Linked DNA regions of Canis lupus: region 2 is linked to region 1. A link is a contact called in public Hi-C data. All regions are on one chromosome and are shown on one strand. The core of a region is the stretch at or near the end of the contact, and the rest is flanking DNA. Distances in the headings are between cores, read along the strand shown.

What was found. Hi-C and Micro-C count contacts between places; a contact is called where the count stands out from the background.
Region 2: a Hi-C map of blood shows a contact between it and region 1, with 2.8 times the contacts expected there. The contact joins two enhancer-like sites. A contact is called at or near these places in 3 of 9 Hi-C or Micro-C datasets (amygdala, blood and liver).

What each region holds. Positions count from the first base shown.
Region 1 is chr10:25,827,400-25,833,424 of UU_Cfam_GSD_1.0, forward strand. It overlaps TNRC6B (trinucleotide repeat-containing gene 6B protein), which reads right to left. Exons shown (of 25, transcript XM_038550487.1): 15 at 3,740-3,871; 16 at 3,377-3,472; 17 at 3,005-3,200. Among named protein-coding and RNA genes, the nearest start is that of ADSL, 39 kb to the left of the region's middle. Within about 2 kb of position 3,367, at least 3 of the 20 cell types and tissues checked have an H3K27ac peak or open chromatin away from gene starts, as enhancers often do. A contact at or near this core is called in blood, where this site is marked.
Region 2 is chr10:25,932,530-25,938,385 of UU_Cfam_GSD_1.0, forward strand. All of the region lies in intron 4 of TNRC6B (trinucleotide repeat-containing gene 6B protein), which reads right to left. Among named protein-coding and RNA genes, the nearest start is that of TNRC6B, 120 kb to the right of the region's middle. Within about 2 kb of position 3,407, at least 13 of the 20 cell types and tissues checked have an H3K27ac peak or open chromatin away from gene starts, as enhancers often do. A contact at or near this core is called in blood, where this site is marked.

The DNA of each region.
Region 1 (6,025 bases), core at 2,117-4,616:
TTTTAAAACCCCTATAGACAAAAAAAAGCACCAAGGCATCTTATATAAGTAATTAGGAAAAGAGGGAGTCTTGTTATAACATCACTTACTTCTTGAATTCCTTTCGGCTATATTCCCTCCCCCCACCCCCGGCTCAATAACACAGATACTAAAACATCATATTTAGATAGGTCATTATCCCCGGACAATTCAGTTAGGTATATTTTCAATTCTGTTAAAAGCAGAGAATTATAAACCATTTATTTTATAAAAACAATCAGTCAAGGATCAGTTAAGCAGTCATTAAAGTCATTCAACTTTTTAATTCTGAGAAAATATAGCAAGAGAGGCTTTATTAGGACTAAGAGATTTTTAATTATTCTTGCTTCTCTTCCGCCTACACGTCTCTTTTAGTTTAATATTTAGCAGCAGCAAAACTGAAATATTATTCATTTTATTACATCTTTGCTATATAATTTTTGAAAAAAATTAACTTCTCTTTATGCTTTGAATTTTCATCAAAATCTTATAGCTATAGGCAACTTCCCTGACTCGGGCCACCTCTCCGAGTCATGGAACCTCGCCCGGGAGCGCTCCCCATTAAAGCACTCTCGAACCTACAAAAAAAAAAAAAATCTTCTAGCTATAGATTTAGTTTATTCAAAATAGGCAGCCAAATCAGATTTACTTTCAGTTCCAAAATGTATTTTTCAATTCAAATAAATGTCATAATATTAAGGAATTAAGGAAATTTTAAACTGTGAAATAAATTGTAAAATGCATCTTATAAGGCAGATCATAAGTGGTCAGATCACAATTAATATGATAAAGACCTAATAAAATTTATCTACTGTTTCATAAGTTACCAAATAGAAATAAATTAGTAAGTCAGTATGTTTTTTCTGCTTACTTAATTTGGTTTATAATACATAGTTAAATTTGTAAGTTTTTTTTTTTAAATTTGTAAGTTACCTTGAAACAAGAGTATGATAAAAAAACATGCCCTTTCTTCAGTAAATGTATGTATGCAGATTGAACTCTGATCCTTCAGCTGTCAGGGAAAGTTATGCCTCCAGTACAATAATCACAAATAACATCATTAATAAGACATTATGATAAAAATTTTCTGTTTATTTGATGAGAAGCTATGCTGCTGAAAACTAAGATTCACAGCTAACATGTAACCCCCCCAACCTCCTAGAATTTTACTTTTTAATAAAAGGCAATAATTATTAAACATGTTATAAGAACTGTCATTGGAATAAATACATTATGATGTTAGGTTTTTAACTAACTGACTAATGCACACCCAATCTAAAGCAAAGCACATAAAAGGTTTATTCACAGGTGTTACCTGATAAATTTTAAGAAACACGTATTTAAGAGACTCTGTGTCACTAACTCCTGTTGCTCAAGCTGGTCAAAGATACTTTTCTTTCCACCTTTGATATGCCCTAGGGGATGAGTACTGAGAAGACCTGAAAAGAACTGTATGCATTTAAACACGTGGAAAAGCCACCCAGGGCTCCAGATGTTCACTTTGCTTTGCATGACTGGACTCTACTTTGAGAGCTATGTACTCTTTGACAAAAGGGACAGAAGCAGCAAAGTTGCCCTGCTTTATTATTATATACAGGGTCTAAATTCACAACTCAACACATATCAAAATATCCAGGATCTTATATCAAGCTTTATCTGTAACAAAAAACATGATTAAGAAGGTGAAGCCTGGAAATACAAAATTAATGACACCTTCATTATTCATTATAGGAGGCTATTGCCTTGCTTGGCACCCTGGATTTCTTTCTTTCTTTTAATATTTTGTTTATTCGGGAGAGAGAGAGAGGGAGAGGGAGAGAGAGAGGGAGAGAGAGAGATGGAGAGAGAGAAGCAGAGGGAGAAGCAGGGAGCCCGAGTGGGATTCTATCCAGGGACTCCAGGATCATGTCCCGGGCCAAAGGCAGGCGCTAAACCGCTGAGCCACCCAGACGTCCTGGCACCCTAGATTTCTATACCCAAGATGGGCATGCCTTAGAAAGACAGGAGATGGTGGAGATTTCACTCTTCTTTTATGTCAAGTGGAAGAAAGGTTATTTTGAATTTAAGTCAGTTCTCAGGCAGATCATTTTAAAGAAACAGTGCTGTTGGCGAATCTGGAAATTAATTACCTTAAAACTTATGGCATCCTTGAAGTCTTTGTTCCTCTCTGCATGTGGACACCCCACAAAACTAGAGCAGAGAGCAGGGCCATGTGTCCAGGGTCACTCTGCTTCATAGGAGCATGGATTTCAGGTCTCTTCCACTCTTATTTTTGAGTTTGCAAGAACGGTATCTTCTTTACCAAAATAAACCCTAAATTTTGTCATTCTGAGGAGAACCTGCTGTGGTGTGTGGTATCTTTGAAATGTTTACATTTTATTTTTAAGTCACTGTTGCCTCACTGATTGGATTGTGCTTACAACATGTTCCCTGGTCTGAAAGAGCTACGACTTGCCTGCCAACAAATTCTTGATGAATGTCAAAGGTATAACCTTACTTGCGCTAATTCTATTTAACTCAAATGAAATACTAATATCAGAAGAATTCATCAGTTTGCCTTATAAGCTTCATTTTAGTTCCCCATTTTTCCATAAGAAGAAACTTCATCAGTAGGGCTAAATACTTCAGTTTGTACATATTTTAAGAGATTATAACTTCAGATGCACGTGGCACTCACAGCGCGTACAAACATTTTAACTGGCTTTTAAAAATTTCTGGTGGTAGAAGAGCAGGTTGCCATTCCTCAAATGTAAAAGACTGCTTCGGACCCAAAGAAGTCAGAGGTGTAGCTATGCGATTTACTAATTGTGTGGTGAGTTTGGAAAACCATCAAAACTCTAGGATATCAGCTGTAAGACAGGGATAAGAATATTTATCTCTTTCGTGTGGCTGCTGAGAGGAAGTAATGTAGGACCGACCTCTACCAGAGGCTCTGTATACAACTGGTGTTTTTTTTTTAAGGTGATTTTCATTACTGACAACTTACCAGAACCATATCCAGGTATTGGCCCTTTGGTTTGAAGGTCTGGGAGCCCCACATTCAGAGCGTTGGGTACCATGTTGTCCAGATGTGGCTTGGGCCCAACAGGATGAGAGGGTGAGTGCTTCATGCCAGGCTGCCTCTGCTGCTGCTGCTGCTGCTGTTGCTGCTGTTGCTGGAGAGCGCTCACCATTCGAGCCAGCTGGAAGCCAGGAGTCCGGGGCAAGGGGGAATTGGAGGGAAAATGGACACAAGATAAGCCAACATCCTGCACCTTCCAGGAAAAGACTGCATGTGGCTTATGTTTTATTCTTAGAGGTGAAGTGGACCTGCAGTCCTCACACAGAGCACTAGAGGGACCCTTTCAGTTCTGCATACCTGCTGCTCTTGCTGCTGGCGCACAGCTTGAGAAAGCTTCCTCTGGTTCTGTAGCAACTGCTGCTGTTGCTGCTGCTGCAGGAGAAGCTGACATGCCTACAAAACAGGGAGGAGATAGAGGAAAAAAGTTTCCTAAGCTGTGCTTACTGAGACACTCGATGGGGTACTGCACCAAAGTGCAGTGGCTGAATCAAGTGTCTAAAGGGGAAGTCCCACCAAGTTCCTGGTCCACTGGTGGCATTTCCCTCTAGCTGAGCTGATATATTAACACTTAAGCATGCATAAAACGAAGCAAATCAAAGTTAAATGGGAAAAAAAGAAAATTATCTTTTTTTAGCTATAAGAGGAAAATCTGCCACTTACCAACTGAAACTGGGGAATTTGTGGAAGCTGGCTCAGCATGGCAATCTGTTGAGGAGATAACTGGGGCCCCACATTGAAAAGACCTGGATTCAGGCCACTGTTGGGAAACTGCTTGAGCATGGAGGCAGAAACCTAGCAAGGAAAAAAAAAAAAAGCATCTTTCAGAACTTACCAAAATAAAACTCTTTTTTTCTGTAAAAAGGTCTTAATAGATCTAAAGCAAGCATCAACAGTTTTCCTTGAAAACTATTTGTGAAAAATATTAAATGATCAGGAGAAATACACTAACGTGTTAACAGTGGTTAATCTCTGAGCACTGAGATTGTAAGAGCTTTTAGGGGCACCTGGCTGGGTCAGTCGGTGGAATGTGCAACTCTTGATTTGAGAGTTATAAGTTTGAGCCCCATGTAGTGGGCAGAGATTACTTAAAGATAAAATCTTAAAAAAGAGTTTTTAAATTCTCTTCTTAGGCTTTCCAATTTTTCTACAATAAAAGTTATGAATTTGTAATCAGGAAGACTTCTGGAAGACAAAAAGTTTTATTGACAATATGATTTTTGCCTGAGAAATTGTTACTGGAAATGGAAACAAAATACATTAAACTTCACCAAGCTAATAAATAAAGGCCTAAAAGAAAGTATTTTGGGGGCAGCCCGGGTGGCTCAGCAGTTTAGTGCCCCCTTCAGTCCAGGGCCTGATCCTGGAGGCCCGGGATCGAGTCCCACATCAGGCTCCCTGCATGGAGCCTGCTTCTCCCTCTGCCTCTCTTTCTCTCTGTGTCTCTCATGAATAAGTAAATAAAATCTTAAAAAACAAGAATTTTTGGGATCCCTGGGTGGCGCAGCAGTTTAGCGCCTGCCTTTGGCCCAGCGCGCGATCCTGGAGACCCGGGATCGAATCCCACATCGGGCTCCCGGTGCATGGAGCCTGCTTCTCCCTCTGCCTGTGTCTCTGCCTCTCTCTCTCTCTCTGATGACTATCATAAATAAATAAATACATAAATTTAAAAAAAAAAGAATTTTTGTTATACAAATAAGAAAATATATTAACCTGTAAGTAAGAGACACTGGAGTTTCAGTTCATGACCTCTCATACCAGAGTTGCAGAGTAAAGGAGTCTAAAAGGCCAAATGACTCAACTGGTTCTTTCTCATGGTTTTCAGGAGTGAGCTAGGCTAGGCTACAGAACCTTCAGGGACAGAGAAAAGACCCCCTCCCACTGTTGGACTGCTCATCTAAGATGTTTTCACTGAGCTGAAATGAGTTTCCCTGCACTTTCATCCTCTGAACACAGTGAATCAGCTGGGACCATGGAAAACAAAATCTTTGGGTGGCACGTCACACACTGGTCGAGTTTAGTTCTGGAAGCTGATTGCACGGGCTGCCATTTCTAAGGTGAGCAACTCAGGACAAGTTACTTAGCCCTTCTGGGCCTCAATTTTCCTTTTTTTTTTTTTTTTTTTTAGATTTTATTTATTTATTCATGAGAGACAGAGAGAGAAAGAGAGAGAGAGAGAGAGAGAGGCAGAGACCAGGCAGAGGGAGAAGCAGGCTCCATGCAAGGAGCCCGACGTGGGACTTGATCCTGGGTCTTCAGGATCACACCCTGGGCTGCAGGCAGCGCTAAACCGCTGCGCTACTGGGGCTGCCCCTCCATTTTCCTTATCTCCAAAATTAAAATAATATTAACTTTAGTGATTAAGGATTTTATGAGTTAATCCACAACAAAGGCTTAGAAATACACTCCATAAATGCTCATATTATTCCACAGGGGTGGCTCTTCAAATGTCTAGAGACAATTACAGTTCCTTATGTCTCATCTTCAGACTAAACACGATCAGTTCTTTCATGCATATCTCATCCAATTTCTCAATGGAGAGCTCAGATAGAAAGTCATTTTCTAGAGTAGTCAAATAACAAGTAGACCTGACCATCACTAACTTAGCATTACTATTAAAAGCCAGACTTTTATTAACAATGACTGAGATCTCAGTTTTTTTGATGCTTGCATACTAACTCCCAACTCTCACACTAGCTTACTATCAGTTAAAATCTATCATATTTTATTTTATTTTTTATTTTTTTTCTATCATATTTTAAAATAGGTTTTGCTCTCCTCTGTTATATTTAAGCAGCTGGGCTGAATTGTAATATATTTTATGATCTTAGAACTTACCTTATTTTTTTTAAGATTTAATTTTTAAAAATATTTAATTTTTTAAAAATATTTTACTTTTTTTTTCATGAGAAACACAAAGAGAGAGGCAGAGACATATGCAGAGGGAGA
Region 2 (5,856 bases), core at 2,157-4,656, 110 kb after region 1:
AACAAACGGCCATTCAAAACTGAACAAGAATGGAGTCTGCGCTAAATATCAAAGATGCCTATGCTTCCTTTCTGGCACCCGGATAGAAGGACTGAGAAACAGTTTAAAAATAAGATACCACTTCTGATAGATCAGTGCTATCAATTTCTCTGGTGTTCCAGTAAAATCTTAATAGTGAATCTGTAACAATTTTTTTCTGAGACAGAGCAGTGTTGTGAATAATGACATTATTACAGAATCACAAGTAGACCCAGCAAAAGGAAATATGGATTGGGGGGGGGGGGGGCATTTTAAGTAAGAATCATATTCGTTTTCTCCAGTAAGAAACTTCCTCTGCATACGCCATCTCATTTTGAAAAACCATAACATGCAAGTTCTAAGATCCCTGGGTCTGCGCTTCATGATATCAGCCACATCTCTAAAGTTTTTAAAGCTTCGTTTCACACTATCAACAGAAAGAAAACTTCAACAAAAGGCACAAATTAAATACTATCCATCTGCACACTTGATATACTACTCATTTTTATTTGTGTCTGAATTACCATAGTTTTGGTGTGCCATCAGGATTGGCTCTGCAGGAACTTAGATCCAAAATGGCAGCTGAGCTTCTGAAACTCACCAGAGCCATAAGCTTAACATACGTGAAACCAGGTCTTATTTATCTCACTTTTCAACCTGTCTAAGAAAAAAGAATATTTATAAAAACATTTCAAAGATTCAGACGGCATTCTGTTCATGTTCATTACAGCATTCTCCTTCTTGCGAGAACAGGCACCCTGCTTTTGGTTCCTCCGCTCCACAAACTGAATTAACCTGCCGTTCACATGTTTACACAGTCCACAAAAACAAGCTAATGGCATAACATGGAAAGCTTAGGTTTTTCTCACTCTTCTTCTATAAGGCCAACTTAGGAAATGGGTGTAAAATGAATCATCTAACAAGTAAAGCCCCAAATGAGCGCTTTCATTTTCAGAAAAAAACAACAATAATGAGAGCTATTTTTCCTTAGGTCCACCACAAAGCAACACTCCCTATCACTATGATAATTTCTGTCTTTCCTTTACATTCAAGCTGTAAAAAAAATTTTTCAAGAGACAAATTTGTTCCAGACTACCTCTTTAATGTAATGTTTCCAATCCCTCTTACACAAAAGCTGAACCTGTATCACCAAAAAATGTACACTGAATTTAAATTGTCCCTTTTCTACTTATTTCCATTACTAATATAATAACATTAATTTTAGAAAAATAATAAAATACTTGCTCTTTAGAGACAGAGAACTTTAATTATCTTTATGTATTCAAATGCAGAGTCTTTTTGTTAAATTAGCGTGAAAGTCCCTTCATCTACACACAATTGACCCAAAGAAACAGGCCATTTTCAGCACAAGGGGCCAATCCATTTGAACAGTGAATAAAGCTTTTGAAAGCACTACACACCCTCTTCCAGACTGTCAAATTTTCAAAACGGGCCAGCATTTCTTCCATTTTTTTTTTTTAACACTTGCAGGCCCAGCAAGCATCTTATAATTAGATTAATTAAAAAGGAAACAAAAACACTGCTCCCTTCTGATCAAAATTATTCCATTTATGCTTAATTAGCTTTAATCCAAGTCTACATATTTAATGATGGGGATATGACAATTCCACCTATTTGCATCTTTTAAATGCCTTTCTAAACTATACTTTGTAACAGATTTAGAAGAACAGTCTCTTTCTCATGCCAGTATGCCACGCATAAATCAGGAGGATAGAAATTAGGAAAAAAAAAAAGAAAAAAGAAAAGAAAACAAGGCCTCTTAGAGCCAGAGATGTGCGGAGGGGGTGGGGTAATTTACTCAGAGGTGGGGGCAATTTCCCCGCCACATCACAAACTACGATCCTTTCAGCCCACCAGAAGAGAAGCATTACATCACACTCTTACAATGATAGGGGGAGGTGGCTCTGAGAAAGCAAGTTTTCAGCTTTCTTCCCTCCCTGCTCCCAGGCTTCCTAGAATCCTGGACTGGGAGTAATGGAATTTAACTTGAGGGCACCGCACGGTTTCAGAGGTAACTAACATACACATACATACAGCTACCTATTTATGTGACCCTAAATGACCACTTCAACAATGGATATACGGCCCAAACAGGCAGCCACACACACACACACACACACACAGATGCTGAATTTGTGCTGAAAAGCCCAGGTCATCTGTGTGAAATTAAACAAAAACTGTAATCTGTGAGAAACAGAGAAGGCCAGTCTACAGGGAGAAGCTGATAAAGAACTCATTCCTAATGGGGTGAATAGCTGTTTCGATCTTCAAAACACCATGTTTACAAGACAGTCCTGCCATTTGGTTCAAACCACGATCAAAATAAAAGCGCATCTGGCTGCACATTTGAGAACACACACAGAGACCCAGTGCAAATGAGCGCGCGCAGAAGAGGGGTGATCCACACATTGCTTGGGAGGTTTTCAAGCAGGGGAATCTACAAACCCCAAACCTCCTGGTGTTCACTCGCCCCCAGCCTGATGTTTAAAATGTATCAGGTCTTATTTTAGGTTCTACATCTCTCTAGGAAGGATGGCCTAGCTTTAAGGGGGAGAAAAAAAAAAGCGCTTTCCCGTGGTACTGCTTGCCCTCCCAGATCCTTTGTCGGCCTTAGCAGCCGAAAGAATGCAAACCCATTTATATTTATGCAAATTTTTGCAGCAGATTTAAGGGGGCAGGGAGAGGTCTGTGTTTTTTTAAAAAACCTCTTTCTAAATATCAATTTTCCAGTTACTCGTAGTTTCATTTATTTGCAAGACAGAAATGATGATGAAAATCTGCATACAAATTAAAAGTGCAATTAAATCACTTCAAATTTTAAATATTCTAGCAAGGCTTTTCCATTTCTAAAATGCCGAACCAAAAGTACATCACGGGTCTGATTTACACAGATTCACGAAATGTCTGAAGCCAGTCTCCATGCTAGACAAATGTCCATTTGCAACAGCACTAGTGAAAACGGTTAGACAAGATCCATATAAATCAATTGGTTTAAAAAAATTGAAAATATTTACCAACCTCATAAAGTGCAGCAGTGCTTAAATCCAGCAAATTGAGGCATACAAGGTAGAAATGGAAATGAAAAAAGGTCCAAAAAATGATTTCTTTTTGTCTATCTGTTTTTTTGTATTTTAAATATTCAGAAACCAGCAGAGACTCTGTCGGCCATTTTGGCTTGAACTAACTCTCTCTCACTCACTCTCCCTCTTGCTCTCTCTCTCCCCCTCTGTCTCTAAAGGAAGCAGCTTTTTGTGACCTTCAAATAGAGGCGGATCATGTGACTTCGGGTAGGTTTGTCAATCAGGAAAGGGGAGGGAGCTGGGGTTGAAACTGCCTTAAAGGGAAAGCAGCCCTTTTCCACTCACTTTCATTTGTGAAAGGCTGTTATCTCATACTCTCCGCCTACACACAGTGAATGTGAAAGTGGCAACAGCATAAGGGTAACAGATGAACAAAATATAAAAACCTTTATTGGTTTATAGAAATATGCTCAGTTGCTAACGATTCTTGCAGATCCTGGAGCTTGGATTGCTTGCTGCAGTTATTCTCTAGATGTTTGGGCAAGCATGGGCTGGCAAACTGCTCTTTAAAAGGGGGCTTAAACAATGTTTTAGCCAAAGAAGAGACTAGTTTTTAAAGATTAAGGTGAAATACAGGGCACATCTGATCTCTGACAAGCTCCTAAAATGCATAGGAGAAGACTAAAAGGAGATATACCCAGGTATAAACTGAAACTGGCAATTCAGAGACATTAAGTGACTTAAATCACACAGCTAGACAGAAGCAGAATAGGGACTGGTTTCCCAGATGAAGCCCACATTTATTGTTTCAGGTGTATATGTGTTCGGTACGTCCTTCCCTGACTCCAAATAAAAGCCATGCTGCGGCATTAGCAAGCTGACTTTCTCTAGGATAGGGCAGATTCCAACCCTCTTTAAATTCCTCTCCCACCTGAGGAAGTAGTTCTGCAGCTGACAAGAGTAAGCACGGAATTTAAGACCTACCTGCTTTTCCCATCTCTAAGTCCCTTCTTCTAGCTATATGCATTCTTGATTTATTTAATTTATTATTATTATTATTTTTTAAAGATTTTACTTATTCATGAGAGACACAAAGAGAGGCAGAGGCATAGGCAGAGGAAGAAGCAGGCTCCCTCTTGGGAGCCTGATGCAGGACTCAATCCGGGGACCCCGGGATCACGACCTGAGCCAAAGGCAGACGCTCAACCACTAAGCCACCCAGGTGCCTCCCCACCTTTTTATTTATCTATTAATGAGAGACACAGAGAGAGAGAGGCAGAGACACAGGCAGAGGGAGAAGCAGGCTCCATGCAGGAAGCCTGGCATTCTCTATTTATACCCACCTAAGAAAGACATGCTGAGTTTGTATCTCTAGCCCTGGGGCCATCAGGCTGTGCAAGCTTAGTTAGGCAAATCCCTTTACCTCCCAAGGCTCAGTTTTCTGACTGGAATGTAAAGATTGGACATCACTAGATGGTATCTTGGGTTCCTTTCCGCTCTAACACTCTGCACTTAGCTTCTTTCTTTTAGCAGTTCTGTTCATCTTATCCTTACCATCTCAAAAGTAAGTCATTACCCCAGGAAGGCTTTCTTGACCCTTCCAGTGGAGACCAGGTCTTCCTATTCAACACTCCCATAACATCCTTTACTACTTCTTTATAGCGTTGGTCATAATCACAATTTATTATCTGCATAAGAATTTGCCTATTGGTGATCTTCCCCAGTGTCTATAACAACAAACACCACATCTTCCTTCACTGCCATCTGAGGACCAACATAAGTGAATAAACAAATGAATGAATTCCTCAGACTTCCACTCAGTAGTGCTAGGCAGGAGGAAATCTGCCATCCAAATATAAAGAACAGAAGTCATATTGTTTCTAGAAACTCACTTCCATCTATTTCTTCTAAGGATTGCTTTGGAAATAAAGTAACTAAAATGATAGAAAGCAGACAAAAGTGCCTGGTGACTGTCAAGACTCCATCTATTTCTAAAAGCCAAAAAAAGTGGGATCCACAGTGAGTCTCCCAAATGAACAAGGCTGACCAAGTGTAATCTGACATGCAATCCAGCAGAGACCCCATGGATTCTGTAAGCCTGACATTCCTCGAAAAGGAACCTATGACCCCCTCCTAAATCCCACAGGTTTGTCATCCTGGCTTCTGGGTCTTCATACAGCCTCCCTCCTTTGCTTTTTCCACTCCAACAGAAGAATAGGAGAGGAGCTGTTTCAGGGCAGGGGGAGCCTATGCCTCAATGACCTGGCGGCTTGAATATTTATGGTGTAAAAGGCTTCCACCACTTCCAGGTCTTCTTGAAGCCCTGAGTGGAGCAAGAGCCAAGACCTAGACTGACAACTGAGATGTAGGCAAAAGCAGGAAACTCAATGGATGGAAATTTTGAATATTTAGTCTATTTTTATCCTTCCAAGACCTTCCAGATGAGTTACGGAAAGCTTACTTACGTGGAGCATGCTCAACATGTTAAAATGCATGGAGACTGTATAGCTGCCTTGTTCTAATTTGTGATGGACATGGTTTCTTTATAATTTTGCTAAGTCTCCATTCCCCAATGCAGAATATTACTGTATAAATATATATACATATATGTGTGTGTTACTTTGTGTTGAACAAGCTGCATGAAAAGTCAGACATAAACTGTGTCAGTCATAAACAAACACATTTATGAAACAAAATATTCTATTTTCAAATATTATGATCAATGTTTTCAACCTCTAGACAACTTTGTTTTGTGAGATACCTCTAATTTTAAAGCAATTAGTCTACTTGCTCATCT